Regions from separate parts of the Mus musculus genome. Here regions 1 and 2 are each linked to region 3. A link is a contact called in public HiChIP or PLAC-seq data. All regions are on one chromosome and are shown on one strand. The core of a region is the stretch at or near the end of the contact, and the rest is flanking DNA. Distances in the headings are between cores, read along the strand shown. Region 1 overlaps Chn2 (chimerin 2). Region 2 has its middle 19 kb from the start of Tril. Region 3 overlaps 4921529L05Rik (RIKEN cDNA 4921529L05 gene).

Region 1 (4,040 bases), core at 1,362-3,861, 210 kb before region 3:
GCTAGAGTCATGAACATGGCTGGGAGCAGCTCAAACCAGGAACGGGAATTAACAAGATAAATGCAGGGAATGGCCCACAGCATCTGAACTGTGAAATGGACCCTCGATATGGAAACCTTACCTCTGGCTTGACTTGTTTGGTCCCACTTCTTTGGAACATTGAAAGGACACAATGGGCAAGTAACACAGGGGCCCCTCACACGAACCCCTTCAGAGATGATGACTTACAGGAGCCTATCGGGAATCCCTGCAGGAAAAACCTACCGAGCTTGTGATATGTAACTTCAGTGGACCATTGATGATGGCTCTGAGTGATTTTGTAAAGAGTCTATTCATGTAAAGCAAGCAGTTCACAAGTTTGATTTTGTTTCTCCTCAGTGAAAATTCCTCTTGGAAACAGCAGTGATACAGAACAGTCTGTGCAGGTGATATGATTACACACACACACACACACACACACACACACACACACACACACATATATTCCATGGGGAATTCCTACAGCTAATAAACAGGGTCTGCAGAATTGAACCGAGAACCTGTTGTACGTGTATGCAAGGCAAGCACTCTGCCACTCAGCTTCATTCCCAACACTAAACTTTTCTATAATGGTGAAGCCCATGTCCTTATGTAAAAGTAGTGATTTTATATTGATAATCATATTGTATCAATAGTCATTGATTCCTGTCTTACTTAGGGTTTTATTGCTGTATAGAGAGAGACACCATGACCAAGGTAACTCTTATGAAGGACAATTTCATTGGGTATGGCTTACAGTTTCAGAGGTTCAGTCCATCATCATGGTAGGAAGGATGGCAGCATCCAGGCAGACATGGTGCTGGAGGAGCCAAGAGTTCTACATCTTGAACCAAAGGCAGGCAGAGGAAGACTCACTTCTGCAGGTATCCAGGAGGAGGCTCTCTTCTGCACTGGGTGGGGCTTGAGCATTGGAAGCCCTCAGTCTGCCCACATAGTGACACACTTCCTTTCAATAACGCCACTTTCCATGGGCCAAGCATATTCAAACCACCACATTCCACTCTCTGGCTCTTATAGGCTTATTCAAACATATGATTTCATAGGGGCCATACCTAGCCATAGCACAATGCAAAAACACATTTTGTCCAATTTTAAAAGTCCCCATGTCTATCACAGTCTCAACAATATTTAAAAGTTCAAAGTCTCTTCTAAGATTCATGCAATCTCTTAACTGTAATCCCCTATTAAAAAATCAAAATAAAAAAGCAGATCACACACTTCCAATATTGTAGGATATACATTACTATTCCAAACATAGTGAGGAAATACTGGATCAAAGCAAGACAGAAAACCAGCTGGGCAAACTCCAAAAGCTGCATCTCCACGTATGATGTCAAAGTGCTCTTCATATCTCAGTTCCTTTCATCTTTGTGGACTGCAACATACTTCTTTCTCTCAGACTGGTTCCATCCTGTTAGCAGCTTTCCTCGGCAGGTATTCCAATTACTCTGGAATCTCTAATATCTTGGAGTATTCAAGGCAACTTCAACTTTACAGTTTCTTGCTCCAACGTCTGGGATTCACACAGGATCTTCTAGGGTTCTACAAAGGACTAGGGTCACTTCTCCAGCTCTGCCCTCTGTAGTACTCTAGGCTCTGGTTGACTCCGCTCCACTGCTGCTGCTGTTCCTGGTGATCATCCCATGGTACTGTCATCTCCAATACACTGGGGTCTTCTGCTGAAACTAGGCTTCACCAACAGCCTCTCATAGACTCTCTTCATGATGCCAAGTCTCAACTTCTTTGCATGACCCCTTTAGTCCTAGGTCATCAACTGCAACTGCACCTTCACCAATGGTCTTCTATGGCCTCTCACAGTGCTAAGTCTCAGCTACTCTCCATGACCCTTTCATGCATCCAAAACCAGTATCACCTAGGTGATTCTTATACATTATCAAGTCCGGCTGCTAGCATGAAGTGCAACCTTGGCCATCTCTGGAATGCAGCTTCTTTGTGCTCTCAGAAAACAGTTCCCAGAAGATTTCACCTCAGTGATGCTGGTCTCTTCTTAATCACCACTAACTTCTTAGCTCCACCAACTGTCATCGATTGTCCCAGTAGTCCTTTCTATTCTTGACTCTAAAGGCAGAGAAACATGGCTAAAGCTGCCAAGTTCTGCTGCTTTCTGGGCCTGGAACATGGCCACCTTATTTTATTATAGCACCACCACTTTTCTGTTTTCCAACTCCTTCACTGCCTAAACTTGGCTATCCTGGAACTTGCTCTATAGGCTGACCTTGAACTCAGAGATCTGCTTGCCTGGGATTAAAGGTATATATCGCCATGCTTGGGCCTAAGCTGTCCTTCAATTCTTTTTCACAAGATCTTTAGGTAACCATGTCCACCGTGCCTTAAGATCTGTACCACAGGTCTGCCTTCTATTTCTGGACTCTAGTTCATTCCTGATATAGGAAGCTGACAACTGACAATAGCCATCACAATTCATCCTTTGTCAACTTGGCACACAATCATATCTCCTTATGTTTAAATAAAAACAATAGCCAGGTCACAATAGTGCCTAAGGTGAGATAACTGTCCCTCCTTCAACGGCAACAACAGAAACAATGAGCTCAGCAGGGTGGGATCCTACCCCACAGTCACCACTCCCTCAATCTGTGCAGCTCCTGGAACACAGGATTCACCTCCATTCTACTTCCTGCTGCTCCTTTATTACTTGAACCAGACATTTTGTATTTTTCCCTTTCTCAGTTTGCTATGCCTGATCAAAAGTTTCCTCATAAGAGTGAACCACAGGAGACAGTCCATGCTAGGCAGTTTTGAGACCTCCTCTTTCAATGCAACCAAACTGAATCTCTTCACCTTAGTCTCAGGGAGACTCCTCATCAAAAGGCCAAGAGCAGCGAAATTCTTCACCAAAACATGGCAAGAATGTTCTCCACGCCAACACACTAAGATTCCTCTGCTCTGAAACCTCTTGAGCCAGGCACCCAGAGTTCAAATCGCCCTCAGCACCAATGTCTTCCATATTCCCACTAGGATGGGAGCATGCTGGGATGGCCAGAGTGGTCAGGTCTCACTCAGGACACCTGTCAGTTAACTGCTCACTACAGCTACTCGACTGGAGCCCCACCAGAGTCACGACGATTGACTGAAGGACCAACTAAAGAGAACCTCTATAGAGCCTGGCACATGTACAGCAAGAAATACTAGTGTTCTTTCTCTTTCTTGGGATCTAGTTGATTACTAGAGAATCCAGTGATACGAATTCTCTTGGTCATCTGTCACAAGTCTGGAACTCAGCAGGTGATTCAAAGCTACCTCAGAGTGAGCTGAGCTGCACCTTACTCCCTACAATCCACCTTCCTCTCACTTCAGTGTATCTCATCAAAACTGAAGAAGCGAGATGCACCCTGGGGCTGGATAGGTATCCTGTTTTTGTCACTTGGGATTTAGTGAAGGGATCAGAGCTTTGCAACTACACAAATCGCAAAGCTGAGAATGCACAAAATGAATGACCTTATTCATTTTGTCTACAGTGAATATGTCTCTCCTTAAAGATCCTCTTAGCCGTGTCTACTTCTTCACGGGAACAAATGAGTCAGGAGAGGAGGGTTAGAATCACACCTCTGAGACAATAAATACTGATACTTGAGGAACCACTGAGACAATGAATACTGATATTTGAGGAGCAACATAATTCCCAATATAGCATTTTCTTAGAAGCTTTAGTAGCAATCACAGTAAAAACTCTATTCTGTTTGTGTGTTGCAAGGGAAGAGCGAGCTGACTGGAAGCCGGTGAGCCCAGTGCCCATCGTTAGGAACTAGTAGTAACTTGGCTTGCAGATCACTGGCTGCCTGCCTCTGAGCAAATCACCCTGCTTCTGCAGACTCTGTTCCTTGCCCTCTTCACTGCCCCAGAGGAGGAGACACAAATGTGAAGGTTGTTAGCCTGAGTGAAATGATACTGCAGTTGATAATGGGTTGTGAGCCAAGGCAAACTTGATGAAGAAGATAAGGGGCAGGATAGTTGTAAGCCCT
Region 2 (4,259 bases), core at 659-3,158, 220 kb after region 3:
TACCAGGAACAGCTTCTGCCATTTGTGACTTCCACCCCTGAGTGACATACTAGAAAGCCAGTCTGGCTAGAGAGCTGCCGACTTTTGTCTAGGCTTGCAGATTTTGGTAACATTTCTTCCATAGTGTGTAATTCCAGTAGGAATAGCAGGAAAAAGACACCAAGGTAGCCCAGAGCTAGCTAGCCATAGACTCCAATCCATCCACAGACAGCTTGAATGTTAGGATGCTTCTATGCCCTTGGGAATAATAAGGTCAGGGAAACAACAGCACTGGCTAGGGAGTCAATCTTGATGAAAGTAGGGAAGGGCTAAGGCCACTAAGCTGCTACAGGAGAGCTAGGGCCTTACAGAAGGGCAGCCATTATTAGCCTCCTTCATGGTCTTTTCCTGTTTGTCAGAATCCCAGTATCCAAGCAGATGAATTAAAACTAGTGAATGAAGGAGCCACCAAAGAAGATGACTAAGGAACTGCTTTCTGAATTTGCTGGGAGGGGCGTTTTCCACATGTGGTGTGTGGTGTGTGGTGTGTGGTATGTGGTGTGTTGTGTGATTTTCCTGCGGCTTCAGAAAGACCACACCAGGTCAAACAGTTCCACATGAGGTTTATTGAGAGAGAGAAGGGCAAGGTGGCCTCGGAAAGAGAATGGGGAAAGAGAGAGAGAGAGAGAGAGAGATATGGAAGGGGGCTTTTTTTATATATGGATGGTGACATAGTCACAGGTAAAGATAGGAGGTGAGCCAAGTGGATTCTGGGAATATGGTGGCTCTTGCCTTGGCAACAGGTGTGTGGGTCGAACCTATGTGATGTCACGGGTTTCAGAGGTCCTGATACCAACAGTGTGTGGTCTTTGAGGGCCTCTATAGGCCCCATTTCTTGCTGTGAGAATTACCTCCTCTTTCAACACTTCGGGAAGAGCTGTAAGCCTAGATTCATGGGGCTGACTTCAGGACCACACCAGGATGTCAACTCCCTTTCTGAGGTGGGCATAGTGGAACCTCTTAGAGTTGAACAGCAGCAGCAGCTGCTGTGCTGGAGCTCAGGAGGGCGAGCACAGGGAGTTTGGGGCCACTCTGCTCAGCCATGCACCCAGAGCATTGGAGGTGGGATTCGGGGAGCAGAGACTGAGACTGAAGCAAGCCAGGGACTGCTGTAGTTCTGGGTGGCTCTACTTCTTGCTTCAAAGATTCCCCCTGGATCACCCCAGCAATTCCCAGTTTTCTTACTCAGCAGCTCCTTTTGTGATGTGTTCTCTTCCTTATTGTTTATCCGTTAGCATTAGTTCCTCCAGGATGAAGGGTTAAGAGCTGGCCTAGCAGTGAGTCACTGCAGAATGGCTAACATCTTCCAAAGAATGAGCCACAGTTTCTCTCTCTTTGGCCTTGACCTAGCTCCTGTGGTCAGCCCTTCCGTAAAGCCCCTCCTTCTTCTGTTGCAGCAGAGTGGCCTCAGTCCTTCCCTATTTCCATTTCGATTCACCCTCCCCAACCCCCACACCAGTGCCTTTTCCATGACCTTATTCCCAAGGCTTGGAAACATCCTAAGCTATTCACATTATTTCATCAGACCCAGGGTGCTGGCACGCGGTGACTCCCTGCTTCAGCACCAGCCAAGATTAGGGGTGGATGATCACATTACAATGAGACGGAACTCTCAGGACCCAGAACAGAGCATTTCACTGTCCCTCTGTTTCCTGTAAAACATAATTCTGGAAAGTATTCATATTTTGCCTTCACAGCTTCCTGCCCCTGGTAGAAAAGGGATTTCACCGAGCACCCCAGCAGTTACAGAGCCTGCACAGGGTGGCTGGTCAGAAAGTAGGGCACATAGAAAGGATCCAAGCCATTCAGGAGCCTGCACTGGGTAGCTAGCTAGAAATGGGGCCACCCAGAAAGGGTTTACACACACATCACAGTAGAGCTCGGGGTTGGGGGTGGGGGCTCTCTACAGGCAGTCAGTAGCTGTCTCTCAGTACAGCAGCCTGTGGAAATGCCAACTCTAACTTTTTTTTAACACAGGAAGGGCAAGGAAGTTGGCAACTGTTTTCAAATGGGCAAGCTAGTGTAGTCCCTTAAGAAAGGGAGAACTTGAGACTTTATTTCCTATACCTTTGGTCTCTGTCTTCCAAAGAGACCAAGGGTGTAGCTGATGTCAAGAACAATAGTCCCCATTGTCACCATTATCATTTACAGGAAATAGTCCAACTGACTGTGAGGTGTTTGGGTCAGCTAAACACAAAGCCGTAGGAGTCCTGCACTAGGTTTTTGGTGATACCGTCTTTGAGAATCTTGGGGTCTCTAGAACTCCATTACTTCATTACTCATTTTATAAATGTTACACCTCAATGATTAGACAGTTGGTGAGTGGTGACAGAACTGTGTAAATCCTGGTTCGCCAGGCTTCTACCTTGTCCCATCAGGATGAGATGGACTCAGTACCAGGTTCTGTGCAAAGATAATGAATCCGAGTCTCCTAAACACAGACACAGACATTCGACTCAGAAAGCTGGGAGCCCTGTTAGCTCTTCAACGCTGTTTGCTTGCTCAAATCCAGTAATTCTTAGTGAAGTCCATGCTAAGAAAATCTCTTAATTTTGGAATCACTTTAGACTTTCGTGTAAGGTTCAAAATCATATAGTGAGGTCTCATCTGCTTCTGCTCACTTGGTTCCTTCTAATGTTGGCATCTTATAAACTATGTACATTTTTCAAAATTACAAAAGTCAGTGACAAACTGCTATGAACTAAATCCCAGACTTTTCCATATTGCATCAGTGTTCCCTCCCAGGACCACACACTGTTTCAGACTGCAATCCACATCTGCTCCAGCCCTGCCCTGTACTAAGGCTGCAGCTATACTAAAAAATAGAATACTATATTCTATATTCTGTGCTCTACTAAAAAATAGAATACTATATTCTGTGCTCTACTAATATAGCAATGGCACTCTTGTACACATGCATAGCAAATAGTATGTACAAAAATGTTTATAGCAGTATTTTTCAGTGGAAACAAAAGAATAGAATACGTAAACACATTTTGGTATTTCTGTATGTTAATATATATATGTAGAGTATTTGAATTCTTTCTATCCCTGTTAGCTTCCAAGTGAATGAGACTCAGGCAATGATTTATTTGGCTTTGGCACAATTACTAGGGGAATTTCCCCTCATCTAGTTTTCTAGTGCTAGACTGTTAATTCCCCAGCTATGCTTGCCGAGGACTTGCAGTTTGGGTCTCCCCAGGTTATTTCTGTTCCATCAGCCTGTCCTCAGGGTCTGCTCCACTTCAGGTACATGCTCCTGGTCCATCACAGCTAATGAGGACCTTCTCTTCTCTGTCTCCCTCTCCTAGACGTCCTTCCCCTTTTCTTTCCTCTCCTCATGGTCCCTAGCCGGGTAACTGAAACTCCACCTACCTCCATTCTCCCCAGTAATTGACTGTAGCCACTTTTATTTAACCAGTAGCTTTAAGCTGAGAAGTCAGGCTTATACAACAAAGGCTAGCATGTGTGGAAATTTGCTCATCTGGAGGCAACCAGACCTTGGAAACCAGTATTTGGCATTTAAATACGTAGCAACACCAGACCAACCCCCATTATATACATAAATATTAATATACACATGTACCCATGCGATGGAATGCAATGCAATATTAATATACACGTACCCATGCGATGGAATGCTATACAGCAATGAGAAGGAGCAGATGCTGTGCCGCTCTGTGAGACACCGCCACTGTTCTGGCTAAGAGCAAGAACTGTGACCTGGGAAGCCTGCAGAAGACGGCAGAAAGGATTGTAGGAGCCACAGGGGTCAAGGCCACCACAGGAACCCACAGAACCAATTCACCTGGGCTCATATGGACTCCCAGAGACTGAACTGACAGTCAGGGGGCCTGCGTGGGTCTGACCTGGGCCCTTTGCATACATGTTATGGTTGTGTAGCTTGGTCTTCTTGTGGGACTCCTAACAGGAGGAGTGGGACCTGTTTCTCATTCTTTGCCTGCTTTGGGGGCCCTTTCCCTCCCACTCGGTTGCCTCATCCAGCCTCAGTGTGAGGGGAGCAACTTGATATGCCATGTTTGGTTGATATCCCAGGGAGGCCCGACTAAAGTTTCTGACGGGAAACTGAGGAGTGAATGGGGGTGGGGGAGAAACTGGAGGAGAGGAGGAAGAAGAAACTGCAGGTGGGATGAGAGAAGGAGGAGGAGGGGTGAGAGGAGGAGGAGCAGGAGGAGGAGGGGGAGCAAAAGAAAATAAGC
Region 3 (3,968 bases), core at 84-2,583:
GTAAAAGATTGATTTTTTTTTTTTTAATACTAAGCTTTACTTAAACACTCTTGAACAGAGTCTAGAAGTTCAATTTATCTGAAGGGTGTTAATATGAATAATTTAAAACTCATTTTCCAACTGCAAGGGAAAAGAAACTGATTCTAGCAATTTCCTGAATTCGATAGCTTGGAGGTAGGGTTTAGAAAAACAAACAAAAAACACCAAAAGGCTAGTGATAACTGAATGGCTGCATAATGACAGGAAAGACAAACATGCCATTGTGAGAGTATACTAAGGCAAACTTCAGACACTATGATGGCTAGTCCCAGTTGTCAACTTGACTATATCTAGTATGAGGTATAATCCAGAAATGGAGGACACACCTGTGAGCCAGATCTTGAGGCTGGAAGACACAGACTTTTGATCCAGATCATGAGGCAGAGTAGCAAGGAAAGCTTAGAGCCAGACAGGGTGATGCTCACCTTTAATCCCAGGAGACAGAGGCTAGCAGATCTCTTGAGTTCATGGCCAGCCTGGCACAGAGCAAATTCCAAGAATAGCTGAGGTACAGGAGTGGTGGTATACACCTTTAATCTGAACCTTACCTTCTGTTACATAAGGACAACAGAAGGAGGAAGGCTCACTCTTCTCTGCCTACTTGCCAGCACATCTGCTGGAACCTGCTTCTTCAGGATTCCAGCTTATATAGAAGACCAGCTGAAACACTTAGCCTCTTTGGACTGAGCAACTACTAGATTCTTGGAGTTCCTATTCACAGCTGCCCATTGTTGGGTTAGTTAGACAGCAGACTGCAAGTCATTTCCAATAATTTCCCTTAGTATATAGAGATATTCCATAGGTTCTGTGACTCTAGAGAACCCTGCCTAATACAAACTCTATACAGCTAAGAGTCAGCCTAGGATTACCAACCTGGAGATTCATAGCCCACAAAGTCTTTTAATTAGGTGCAACCAAGACAGGTTTGCCAGGATCCTCACAAGCATGATCCTGTTTTGACCTTGGTGGGCTGGGGCCTGGAGTGGAGGGGACATTGAGTTTAGACACTCCACAATAAGAAGCCCTATAGAAGGCGAATGATTTTAAAAAGTTTCCCAGATAAAATCCAAGTAGTTCCTGGTTTGTTTAGATAACCAAGCAATTCAGGCATATAATATGGTTCAGCTGCCTCCTACCTCTGTATCTCATGAGTTCTCCACCTCCTGTTTACAATACCCAAGTGGTACACTCTGTTGAGGGGCTAATCTTTCTAGCCACAGCTACATTGCCCTTTGCAATCAGAGATCTAGGAACTGGAAGCTACTCTTCAAGGCGGGTCCCTTTGTAGGGAGTAGGTTGTTGGAAGGCTTCTGTTTCAACCCTCCATACCTTTCAGAGATAAGATTGGATACAGTCACATAGATTGGGTAGATAAGCAGTTAGTATTGACAAAATGCAATTGCATCATTTAGATGCACACTGGTAGTTCCTTAATTATGTCACAAATCTGAGTTAAGCCTGAAATAAATGTCAGAGTAATGCATCTCCTGGCAGATATTTAGTATATGGGGTTTGGATTACGTAGCTTCCCTAAGGCTTTAGAGTTTATCTTCTTGGTTCAGCTATGTAAGAAATGTCTGGCACTCACTTTCGTACACAGAAGATCCTTGGTGGGTTGGGTTTTTTGTTTGTTTGTTTTGGTGTTGTTACTTTTGTTAGTTTTGTTTTTGTAGATTAGGGTTGAATTGAGGAAGAGTCTTGATAGGACAGTTCCCCTCTGGGATTGCTACTGCCTTAGCTTATTTGGAGAGTGATGCCTTTCCTTTGACGAGCTCACTGTGATGGTGGCTAACTTGTCAAGCATAGCACGTCCTTACGTAGCCACAGAGTGCCACCACACCCCATTAGCAGTGTTTCTCTGCAGTCCTGTAAACTGCTCTGGCCAGCCAGAGGGCTTTTGGGGTTTGGAGAGTTCTTTGGGAAGCGTGTCTTAGGAAACCAACCAGCTGGTGCTAGAACCCAGAAGAAGGGAGACATCTGGAAGGAGTGGTGGGGACCGTGCAGCTAAGAGTCTGGACTGGATACAGGACCAGCTGGTTCCCACCATAGCACACTTCATCTTGGTTGACACACCTCATGAATAGCCAGGAAGAGAATTGGATGTATTTGTCAGAGAAATGGATCCATGGAGTCTCAGACCAGCCCAGTCCCCTTCATTAAGATTAAATATCCCAGAAAGTCACTCAGAAGTATTCCATAGAGTTGAGAAATGAAATTACTAGAAGATATGCGTCTGCCATACAATGGTTGGCTTTCCTTCAAAGTACTTGGTCCGTGGACAAGCATAATCCTTGGCTTTTCTTCAAATATGCATTCCAGTGAACAAAATCATATTAGTGTGAGGACAGGTACACTTCAGCCCCCAGTGAGCAACTGAGAAAATACAAAAGATGCAGAAATAAACCAACACACATAGCATCCAGAGTTAATAAAGGAGAGTCTTCACTATCAAGTAGAACGATTTTTCTTCCTGGTAATTATAAAAGAAATGATAAAGGAACATCTCTACTTATCCCTAGTGTTGTCCTGGTCACTGAGGCAGGGGAGAAAGATGCCAGCTAGAAGACAAGGAGCGAGGTGAATATCACCAACAATCATTTGTCGAGCATAAAGTGGACAGGAAACTCACTGGAACCAGGGTCAGGAATTCAAAGAAGCCCTCCCCACCCCTGGGGATTCCTTGAATTCCACTCTAGAAAATGGGCTTCTGTGGATTCTTCAAGGTCAGACATAAAGATCAAAAGGACTCACAACTCTTGGTCCCTCCTGACAGCCCCAGTGTGGGGGCAGGAAGAGTTTCAGACAGCAAAGGATCAAGTGTGGTCAGAAGGAAGGGAGGAACTTTCCTGGGTCAAATGTGTCAAGTAAGCCTTGAGGACAAAGCCAGCTGCACATGGTGATAGGACACAGAGAGCCAGAACCAGCCCAAGGTCCCGAGTGGCCTCCTTAATCTTCTATTTTGTTATAGATGAAAGATAACAGAACAATAAGATAGTTGCATTTATTTAGTTAACAAAACATTGTATGTATACACATATACATACACATATACATGTACTTTTTGTTTTATAATATAGGACACAAAGCATCGTATAACATGCATTGTTTAAGATAACAATTAAAACATCATGATAGAGAGAGAGAGATGAAAATGCCATGGTTACATTCTGGAAGACAAAATACTTGATACATGAAGAAGTGACTCAATTGGGTGATCCATTGAAGAACTCTACAGGAAGAGTGCTTGCTCACCCTTGGTTCTTTTACGATGCTAATGGCATGGTAGTGCATTTATCCACAGGACACTACACACTCTGAGCTATGTGCTTTTCAAAGGACAGTGCTGAACACACAATACATAGATTTAACTAAAAAGTCTAGAAAGGAAGACAGCTGAAATTTGTCAAACAGCAAAAACATTCCAAATTTTATTCAGTATGAGACAAGTTTGTTCTGACAACCATCAGAGCATCTTATAAAACAATCAAGCCCTAAGCTCCTTCCCTCACACTGTCCTGACTATCACTAGGGCTGCCCTTGTTTCAGATAAGGCACAGGGAAACAGTTCAAACCTTTTAGGAGCTTAAAGCTCACATAGGACATTGGTGAACATATGTAAACACACACACACACACACAAGTATAGAACACATTTATTAGTAAATAACTTAGAAACATGAGTATATTATGAGTATGTTAAACTATGTTACTTCCATGATTTCTTAACATAAAAGAGAGTGTCATCTGTCACCAGCTTAGCAGAGACACAGGCTCTCCCTGGAAGCCAATAGTTCAGACTGAAGGAAAGAGCTTTTACTGAGTCTTTGTATGCTAGGGGAGATAATAAAACATCTGCCTGTCTGAGTGGCTGATCCATTAAGGGTGAAGGTAAGAGAGAGAATTGTGGGTAAGAGGTATCCGGAAGAGTCC

The links. HiChIP or PLAC-seq counts read pairs in DNA pulled down with a chosen protein or histone mark.
Region 1: an H3K27ac HiChIP or PLAC-seq map of extraembryonic endoderm stem cells shows a contact between it and region 3. The contact joins two enhancer-like sites. A contact is called at or near these places in 9 of 484 Hi-C or Micro-C datasets (bone marrow-derived macrophages, cardiac endothelial cells, cumulus cells and 6 more) and 7 of 115 datasets of contacts at active chromatin or transcription factors (embryonic basal ganglia, embryonic stem cells, extraembryonic endoderm stem cells and 1 more).
Region 2: an H3K27ac HiChIP or PLAC-seq map of extraembryonic endoderm stem cells shows a contact between it and region 3. The contact joins two enhancer-like sites. A contact is called at or near these places in 7 of 39 promoter capture datasets (embryonic stem cells, frontonasal cranial neural crest, hippocampal neurons and 4 more), 4 of 484 Hi-C or Micro-C datasets (the N1E-115 cell line, embryonic stem cells, nephron progenitors and 1 more) and 13 of 115 datasets of contacts at active chromatin or transcription factors (craniofacial prominence, embryonic basal ganglia, embryonic forebrain and 7 more).

Annotation. Positions count from the first base shown.
Region 1 is chr6:54,232,277-54,236,316 of GRCm38.p6, reverse strand. The region is part of intron 6 of Chn2 (chimerin 2); the gene reads right to left. Among named protein-coding and RNA genes, the nearest start is that of Gm15527, 21 kb to the left of the region's middle. Within about 2 kb of position 2,611, at least 10 of the 459 cell types and tissues checked have an H3K27ac peak or open chromatin away from gene starts, as enhancers often do. A contact at or near this core is called in extraembryonic endoderm stem cells, where this site is marked.
Region 2 is chr6:53,799,325-53,803,583 of GRCm38.p6, reverse strand. No RefSeq gene overlaps it. Among named protein-coding and RNA genes, the nearest start is that of Tril, 19 kb to the left of the region's middle. Within about 2 kb of position 1,908, at least 84 of the 459 cell types and tissues checked have an H3K27ac peak or open chromatin away from gene starts, as enhancers often do. A contact at or near this core is called in extraembryonic endoderm stem cells, where this site is marked.
Region 3 is chr6:54,017,091-54,021,058 of GRCm38.p6, reverse strand. It overlaps 4921529L05Rik (RIKEN cDNA 4921529L05 gene), which reads right to left. Exons shown (of 4, transcript NR_110484.2): 4 at 3,029-3,968. Among named protein-coding and RNA genes, the nearest start is that of Chn2, 21 kb to the left of the region's middle. Within about 2 kb of position 1,333, at least 19 of the 459 cell types and tissues checked have an H3K27ac peak or open chromatin away from gene starts, as enhancers often do. A contact at or near this core is called in extraembryonic endoderm stem cells, where this site is marked.